Linked DNA regions of Gossypium hirsutum: region 1 is linked to region 2. The links are chromatin contacts, called in public Hi-C maps. All regions are on one chromosome and are shown on one strand. The core of a region is the stretch at or near the end of the contact, and the rest is flanking DNA. Distances in the headings are between cores, read along the strand shown.

What was found. A called contact is a pair of places that touch in the nucleus more often than the background predicts.
Region 1: a Hi-C map of leaf shows a contact between it and region 2, with 1.7 times the contacts expected there. The contact joins the promoter of LOC107901837 here to the promoter of LOC107938542 in region 2. A contact is called at or near these places in 2 of 34 Hi-C or Micro-C datasets (both in leaf).

Annotation. Positions count from the first base shown.
Region 1 is chrD06:51,398,275-51,402,880 of Gossypium_hirsutum_v2.1, reverse strand. It overlaps LOC107901837 (pterin-4-alpha-carbinolamine dehydratase 2, mitochondrial), which reads right to left and starts at 1,796. Exons shown (of 7, transcript XM_016827996.2): 1 at 1,516-1,796; 2 at 1,409-1,452; 3 at 1,011-1,114. The coding sequence starts at 1,566.
Region 2 is chrD06:50,998,841-51,003,559 of Gossypium_hirsutum_v2.1, reverse strand. It overlaps LOC107938542 (integrin-linked protein kinase 1), which reads left to right and starts at 2,214. Exons shown (of 12, transcript XM_016871733.2): 1 at 2,214-2,916; 2 at 2,998-3,072; 3 at 3,159-3,254; 4 at 4,537-4,622. The coding sequence starts at 2,596.

The DNA of each region.
Region 1 (4,606 bases), core at 547-3,046, 400 kb before region 2:
ACCAATCAACCAGATGAGGCAATAAGAAGTATCCATCATGATCAAATCTAATTTCCTCATAAAACATTAGACAACAATGAAAGCCAATACGTAGCACAGCTGCAACTGCAATCCGCAGAAAAAAAAAACAGACCAAAAAGTGAGGAAAAGAGTAATTACATATCACAGCATATGTACAGGTTTAATCTCCTAATACCTCATAAAACAAGGATGGTTCCAAGAAAAATGAACTTTTTTAAGGAAATCGACCAACCAGGGGCATAGACAAGGGAGGCAGGCAGTGGCCCTGGCCCCCCCTAAAAATGGTAAATCTGCTATTTAACCTTTTCAAATTTACAAAAAATTACAAATTAGTATAATAGTAAAACTGCACTTTGGCCTCCTAAAGCAAGTTTCAGGCTTCACCCCTGCGACCAACCCCAGGCAATTTATTCACTTCAACATCAGCTAATGAAGTTCAATCCTATATTTTAAACTCAACATATTCAGAAAAAAAAAAGTGCAAGATCATATGACGAGGCAAGAGCAGTGGATTCTTTTGGTCCTAAGAAAATAAATAATATGCAGCATGGAATAATAAAGAGAGAAGTCAAGAGAGCCTTAGGCTGCAAAAGAGATTGGTTTTAATTTCTACAATAAGAAAGAACATGAAAGAATAGAATACACATATTATCAAAGAAGATGACATAAGAAATAAATTTAACCATTGAACTAAGATTGCATCACTTCCCATGTAAGACTAATTAAAAAGCAGTCTAATCTAAAACCCTTTTAACTGACGTTTCAACAAAATGCTAACAATCCATTCTCGGGGATATAATAAACTAAAAATGCATTCAGTTTTCCTTTTCCATAAAGGGTGAGAAGGGAAGGTGTTAAATCTTGGCCAAAATGGTATACTGCCATGATAACAAATCAAAAACACCAGAAACAGGTCAAGAGTAACGCGGCTTTGCTTCATACTATCAACATCATATGATGATGGTCTACCGTCATCAGTCTCTACGCACCTTTAGCAGTGGCGGTGAAAAACATTCTAAATCCATAAACCGAAATCTTATTTGATGAAATCCCAGTAGGATCACGATTATTCTCAATCACTTGTGTACCGCAACTGCATATAAATACAAAATGCATCTTCATACAAGAAAATTCTCTAACAAATTAAACTGAAACGACTTTAATTACGATTCCCATTACTATTATTCCAACATTACAATAGAAACTAATATCAAATCCAGCTAGATACTATTTAAAATAAAAAAAAATTAGCCGATACTCTGGATTAAGATTTAACTTCAAGGAACTAAGTTTTTATGAACCAGAAAAAAAAAAGGGGGGGAACCTACATGTAAGCTTAAAAGCAGCAATAAATATTCAATCTCTAACTAAAAGGAATAAAAATTACCGTCCATGAGATCCAAGAAGGACTGGAAGTGAAACAAGAGGTACCTGAAATAAAAATTAAATGAAAAAGAGAAAGAGAGATTGGAATGTATGAAAGAGTAAGTGCACCTGAAATTTAGAAAGTGAGAGAAACGGAGTTCGTAGCATTCGTGCGATCATTTGTCAATCTTGACGATGCTTCCGTTTTAATTTTGAACCCCCCATTAAGAATCCAAAAAAACCCCCAAAAATTAAAAAGAAGGGTCCTCGAATTTTTTATTTGGTCCCTCCTTGTACTATCTACAACATACATTCGCCTCCCCTTCCCAAGTTTATACTGCTAAATATATTTTTTTTCAAAATAATAGGGACCAACTCGCATAATTTGAAATTATATTTTAACTCAAGTGAAGCGAGTACTGTGCCTAAATTCAAAACATTTGACTTCGTAAGTCTTTAAAATTCTTTTGAAAATATTTAATTAATAAAATTTATTTTAAATGCGGTTATATCAAACCTAACAAATTTAAATATTTTAGCAAAAATGAGAGAAATCAGTTTATGTCGGTGTAAGTAAAATTAATTCGTATCTCTTTGTACCACTAATATTTTAATGATTCATCCATCATATTTTATATTTCATTCATATAAATTATGCATGTCAGATTTGATGTAAATTAAAATTTTATAACTATTTATTTTACGCAAAAAAAACTTTTAATCATTCAATAAATATTAATATATATATATATAATATTTTAGATAGATGTAATAGAGATATCGGATCAATTTGAGATTTGTACAATTATATCAATAAATTTAACGGTTAGATCGTTAAAATATTAGTCGTATAAAATGATACAAAATAATATAAAATTACTTTAATTTTACATCGATATGAATGGATCCCTCCCCTTTAGGAAAACATAATCATTTTAAAAACTAATGATGATAAATTAATAAGAAAAAGTAATCAAATTGCATTTTATTATTATTTTAAAATTAAAAAATACATCAAATAAAATAGATTGAATTTAATAAATAAAATTTAATTATCTATATATTTGTATTTATATTTTTAGTCCTTTACTGAGTAATATCACAAGTCAATTAAGCATCAATTTAGTGGGATTTTACTACAGTATCCTTTTAACGTTTGTTACTTTATTTTTTGAAAATAAATATGACATTATCTATTTATCCTTACATTAAACGCTTTATTAAGTTGATGTCACAAGTTAATTAAGCAATAAGTACAGTATCAAAAAAATTGGAACATAGGTCAAACTTTTAAAAAATATTAAAACCTTTAACAAAATCATATAAATTAATTTATAATATTAATACTTGATAAATCAATGTATAATATAGTTAAATGTAAAAGCATTACAAATTTATTAAAATAATAATTAAAAGAAAAAGTACATCAAATAAATTCCAATAACTCGCAACTTTTCACAATTGTCCATCATACTTTCTAATGTATTGAAACTGTTGAATTATTTTTTTCTTATCAATGTTTTAAAAAATATGAAATAAATAATTTTCAAAAATCAATATTTACTATTATCAAATAATATAATTATATGTAGTTTTAATTTTAACTAATATACCAAACAATTTTATAATATAAATTTAATATTTATAAATTTCTATACTAAAAGTTCAGTATTTAATTTTTCATTATTCAATTTTTTTTCGTTTATCAAATGCTAACTTAGTAAATATAATAATTATGACAAATTATATGAAATATAAAATAAATTGAGAATGCAAAAATGAATTCATTATTTTTTTTATGAAGCTAACATATAACTAGTATTTAAGGGTTGAGAAGGATTATACGTAATTTTAAGCATTGTATTAAAAAAGTAGTAGGTTTTCACAAAAATAAAAACCACACGAGTGCTTTTTGAGGTCACAAGAATGCAATATGTCAAACACAAGATTAACACAAACACGAAATTCACACTAGCAACAACAATTTCTAAACAAAAATATTAAATATTTCTAATTATTATTTGAGAAATTCAATATTATAAACACGACCAAATCTTAATTTCTTCAAGGATTTATATTAATACAAATCTAAAATTTATTACCGAATTAAGAAGCTAAGAATCTCATACAAAATCAACATCTTAGAATTACTTAATTAATAAAAAAAACTGAACTTTGCAAAAAAAAAAAAACCTCCATCACAAGTAAAATCACAATCTTATTTTTTTTTAGAGATTAACCAATAAATTTGATAAAGAAAAGGTGATGTTGCCAAATTAAAAAAGTATTAAAATATAGTTTACATATCTTGTAAAAATTTTAAAAAATATAAGTGGAAAATAAAAGAAATTTGAAAAGAAAAAAAAATTAAGAGTATATATTTTCCTATAAAATATTTATTATAACATTTTGTGGAGTCAATTCACTAACTTTATAATTTAAAATACATATTTAAAGAAACTTCTTTTAAAAATAAAATTAGTTGTTAGAGTAACTCCGAGCTTAAGCATTAACTCAATTGAGATATTACTAAAATACATTTTAATATTAGTTACTTTAATTTTTGAAAGATAAATGTAATATTATTTTAAAAACAATATCATTTAGTGATAATTTAAAATAATATCGTCTAGTTATTAACTGATGTTCAAATTAGGTTTAAAAATAATATTGAATCTTGAAAGTCAAAAAGAAGTAAAAATATCACGAAAATCTTTGTATAAGGAGTCAGATTATATTTTGATCATTTTACTTAAATTTGGACAAATAAGTCCCTGTATATTACATCAAAGAACAAATTAATATTTTTATTAAAATTTTCATCAATTTTTTCTATTAAAAACTAACATAACTAATAAAATAATCAAATAATTATACGTGATGCGCCATGTATTCTTCATTCTAACATCCATAACTAATTTGTAACCATAAAAATAGATACAATTTTTAACAAGACTAGTTTGGTTTTTATCTAATGTATAGAGACTAATTTGTCTGTTTTAAAAAAAATGTAAAATACAATCGAATTCCTAATACAAAAACTTCTACGGTACTTTTACTATCAAAAAGTCTAGCTATTTTCATAATATTTAAGCGTTTAATTGAGTTATTATGACAATTGGATACCAATTTAATTGAAAAATCAGCAAAACGTCCATTCTTTTTATAAAATAATAAAAATAATTATAAAACATTTTCTTTTTATATTAAATAAACCTAA
Region 2 (4,719 bases), core at 965-3,464:
ATCCATGACGTAAGGTATAACACGTACTTAGTACTTATTCAGAACACCATCCAAAATTCACAGTATACCACTCTGCCTTACAAAAATGTATTTCCAACTTGCGGATCCAAGCATAATATATTTTATATATACACAAATACAATATCCCACCCACTTGTATTTGTTCCCAACATCATTAAATTCTGCCTTATCTACATTTTTGATGATGGCTTTTTCAAACGTCGGCTAAACTGAATAGTTTAAGCACATACCAATTGTCCCGTATACTCGATCACACCTAATTCAGATCACCAAAATAAGTGTTCCACGTGGTTCAACTAACTTTTTTGGATTAACTACACTAAATGTATTCAAATTATGAGCCAAATTTTAAACTAGTGCTTAAAATTTAAAACATTACAATCGATTTCTTAAAATATCGTCTGTTTCTTAATTTATACGTGTGTGAAAAAAAGAATAAAACGAAATACAAATAAACATTTAAAACCAAAGCTCACAGTAGAGTAATGAAAAATATGAGGCTTTTTTAGGTAATTAACCTAAAGAAATTAATTATTTACGAAAATGATTCAAGTTAAAATTTATGTACATAAATTATTCGTTCTCTACAGTGAACGACGGGCGGCACTGCCCCCTCATCATTAGCCAATTATCGGTTTTTTTTTAAAAAATAATTTTTTTGGATGCTGCCACTATGTCAAGCGGTTCTAGTATATATTTTTCAAAATATTCGTAAAAAATACGAGTATTCAAGGAGAGAATTTTTTTAATAAGTACTGTTGGTCTATCAGGCGGTGAGAATTAAAAAAAAGTGAAATAGAAAAATAGCTGAAAAGAAACAATTGAAATAATAAAAAATAAAAAAATAATAAAAGGAGAAGCCCGTGACTGATGCTTGCTTCATAGGTGGTTCTTGTTTTCTTGACTTGTTTATGCCACCATCAGTGGATGAAGTATTATTTCAAAAAATATAATCTTCAATGAGATGAGAGTGAGAAAGAAAGAGATATGAGAGAAATATAGAGGGATGAGAGAGAGAAAGACAAATCTGGGAAAGGGAAAAGAAAAAGAAAAACAAATATGTAAAATAAAGATATAAAAAGGAATTGAATATTTTATGGAAAACAAGAATCAAATATGAGAAAAGAAAGATACTAACATATATGAAAAATAGAGAATCAAATATGGGAAGAAAAGAGAATAACAAATATGCAAAATAGAAATAGGAAATGGAAAATCAAATATTGGAAAACAAAGAGAATAACATACATGGAAAATAAAGAATCAAATATGAGAAAGGAAAGAGAATAACATATATAAAAAATAGAGATATGTATTTTCCATAAAATATTAAATTCCCTTTCATATCTCTATTTTCAATATATGTTATTATATTTCTTTTCCCATATTTGATTTTCTATTTCTCATATACTCTATTTTCCTTTCCCATTCAAATTTCTCTTCTTTTTCTATGTACTAAGTTGTCTTTTTTTTTTTTATATTTTTTATTTCTCTTTTTTTTTTCCTCAATTGAAAACTCTAGTCGTCGTATTTAATAACCACCGATGCCGCCGTTTATAGTGGTCTTTCATACCGATTTCAACATCAAAGAAGATATTTTCTCTTTCTCGTTGACTTCTACGGTTCTGATCTCCTAATAGCTGACTTTAAATATTCTAAATCAATGACCAAAACTTTGAACCACTTTTTCTACAATGATTTTTTTAAAAATATTGTTGGTGTCATCTAACATGATGATGACACCTAAAAATATTTTAAAAAAAAACCTTATGTCACCTTCCTTGTATACCCACATTTTTAACAAACATTTTAAAAAATATATATTGATGTCGCCTAATGTAGTGACAACATTCAAAAAAATATTTTTAGAAAAAATTGATGATTGGCTAATCGAGTGACATTGATGATCACGATGAAAAATGCTTCATTTACTTATATAATTTTTGACTTAGATAATTTTTGTAAATAAATAAATTATTTTATTGATTGGAATAATATTTTCATTTAAAAATTCAATTGAGACATTTGTTTTGAGATGTACGAGTGCAATTATTTTTTTGTTAAAATATGTGGTCCCCTACACACGGCTCATCTGCACTAAAACTGTCTGATCATGAATTAGCGGTGATTTCTTTACCCCTTTCCGCAAATATCTAATAAAGTATAAAGTCGTCGTTTTCCCATTTCGTTTTGTTATTGTTCCGCTTAACGGAGCGCGTTAACTTCCCATCATAAGTTAGTCAACTGTCTCCTATCCTCCGCTACGTCGCCGAAATTACTCTCACGCATCTACAGCGAGTGGATACCACAGCCCCTTAGGAAAATACGTTACCTTAACCAATACTGAAACTTCAGCTTTCATTTCTTTTCCTTTTTTTTTTTTGGGTTTGAACTCTATATAAAACCTCCCCAAAATCTCTCAATCTACTTTCATTGTAAAAATCTACACGTCAGATCCTAGTTCTGTTTAATTCTTCTCTAATTAAGCGTTAATCAAATTGAAGATCATACTTATTTTGGATTTACGAAGAGAAGTAGCTATCTTTTCTTTGATTTTCTTGTTCTTGTTAAGTGATGGAAAACAAAGCGGCGGTGAGGTTTACATTAGGGAAGCAATCGTCGATGGCTCCGGAGAGAGACAGAGGCGAAGCGGATGGGAAAGAGAACGAGGAAGGAGAGGAGATAGACGAAGGAGTTAGGTTGATGTACTTGGCCAACGAAGGTGATTTGGACGGCATTCGCGAGCTCTTGGACTCGGGGATCAATGTTAATTTCCGCGACATCGATGATCGGACGGCTCTCCATATTGCAGCTTGTCAAGGACAGACCGATGTCGTTTCCTTGCTCCTTCAGCGCGGCGCTGACGTCGAATCTACAGATCGATGGGGAAGCACTGTAAGCAAAAAACCAAAATTGCCTCCTGTTTTGCTCTTTTTCTATTTTTTTTCTCTAATATATATATTTTTGGTTAAATAGCCTTTGGCGGATGCTGTATATTATAAGAATCATGATGTGATTAAACTTCTGGAGAAACATGGAGCTAAGCCTTTTGTAAGTTCCTTTTGCATTTTCTATTTGGAAATCTTTTTCCTTTGCTGATTTTTCTATTTATGTTGCTTGTTGAATTTTAATCTTAGATGGCTCCAATGCATGTAAATCACGCGCGTGAAGTTCCAGAATATGAGATTGATCCAAAAGAACTTGATTTTACTAACAGCATCAACATTACAAAGGTAATCTCTTATTTTATTATATGTAACTGATCATGGTTTCGTAATTGTTTAAATCATAGTCATGTCAAGGACTACTTTTATTGGGAAATTCATCAAGTCCTGGGGACTTGCTAATAGTGGTTACATTTGCATTCATAAGGAGAACAATTTTGGTTTGGACCTGTTTCTCAGTGTACGTTTAACTGGGCGCCCGGTACGGCGTAATTGATCTTCCATCGCCCCGAATTGTTGTTCTGATTACGAGGGCAGCACGGTGGAGACCATTCTAACATACTGCAATTTCACTGGACAGCTGGACCCTTTTGGGTCTGGTGGAGAATTCCCTCCAATCGCACTCACCTTGCCATTTTCACCCTTGCTTTCGTTCTTTAAATTTTCAACACTTGGCTATTTCTAATTTTCTATTTTGTTTCATTTAAAGGTTTTTAATTATTTTTTCATTTAAAATGATAAATAAATTTATTTTATAAGTGAATACATAAGTAGATAATAGAAATGCTGACCAAGTCTTAGCTCAGTTGGCAACAGTATTGTTGCCAGTATAGGAGGATGTGTGTTCAAATGTGCTTATCCTCAGGGTTGGAGAGGGATTATGCATAGTTTTAGGCTTTGTATAAAAAAAAAGTAGATAATAGAAATTTTGAGAATTTATATTTAAATAGTGTTGGAATATCTATAAAAAAAATAGTCTATTACAAATATATTAGTATTTTTAATGACTATTTTCTCTTTCACTAAGTTTCACCTCAGCACTCGCAACTGCCTTTCCTCTAAATAGATATCCCTCTGGTTTCACTCTGACTCTGACATTACCCAGATTATACACCTACAACAACTAATTTGACTTCAATTATTATTTCCAATTTCACCATCCATCCAAATGTGGCCTAATATAATGCTTATCAACATTTGTGGAGAATGCTAGTAATTTTTGAAGTAGTGGCTCGGTTGTATCTATGTAAGTTATTTTGTTTTTTCTAGTTATGGTGGGAGGTTAGAGCTGACAATAAAGAATTGGTAGATGACCAGTAAAAGGTATATAAAATTTTTTGTTGCACAGAGCAAAGAGTTTCATTATCTATGCAATGCAGTTCCGAAGAGAGACACATAAGGGCAGTTATGCATTTCTATGAGCAAAGTGCTTCTAAAAACATAGGTTTTTTCGTTCGTGTTAAATATATATATGTACATTCAACTCATGACCTGATGACCATGTGTTATTGCATCTTCAATTTTTCTTTAGTTGCTGCTGAGCTAAGTCATGTCTATGACTAAATTGCAGGGAACCTTCTGTATTGCATTATGGCGTGGAACACAAGTTGCTGTGAAAAGGGTTGGGGATGAAGTTTTTACCGATGAGGATAAAGTGTAAGTTCAATAACTCAAGATGTTCTTCCTGTCTTTCTATGTTGTGTGTGTGTGTGTGTGTATATATATATATATATTCTGGGAGGAGAGCATGAGT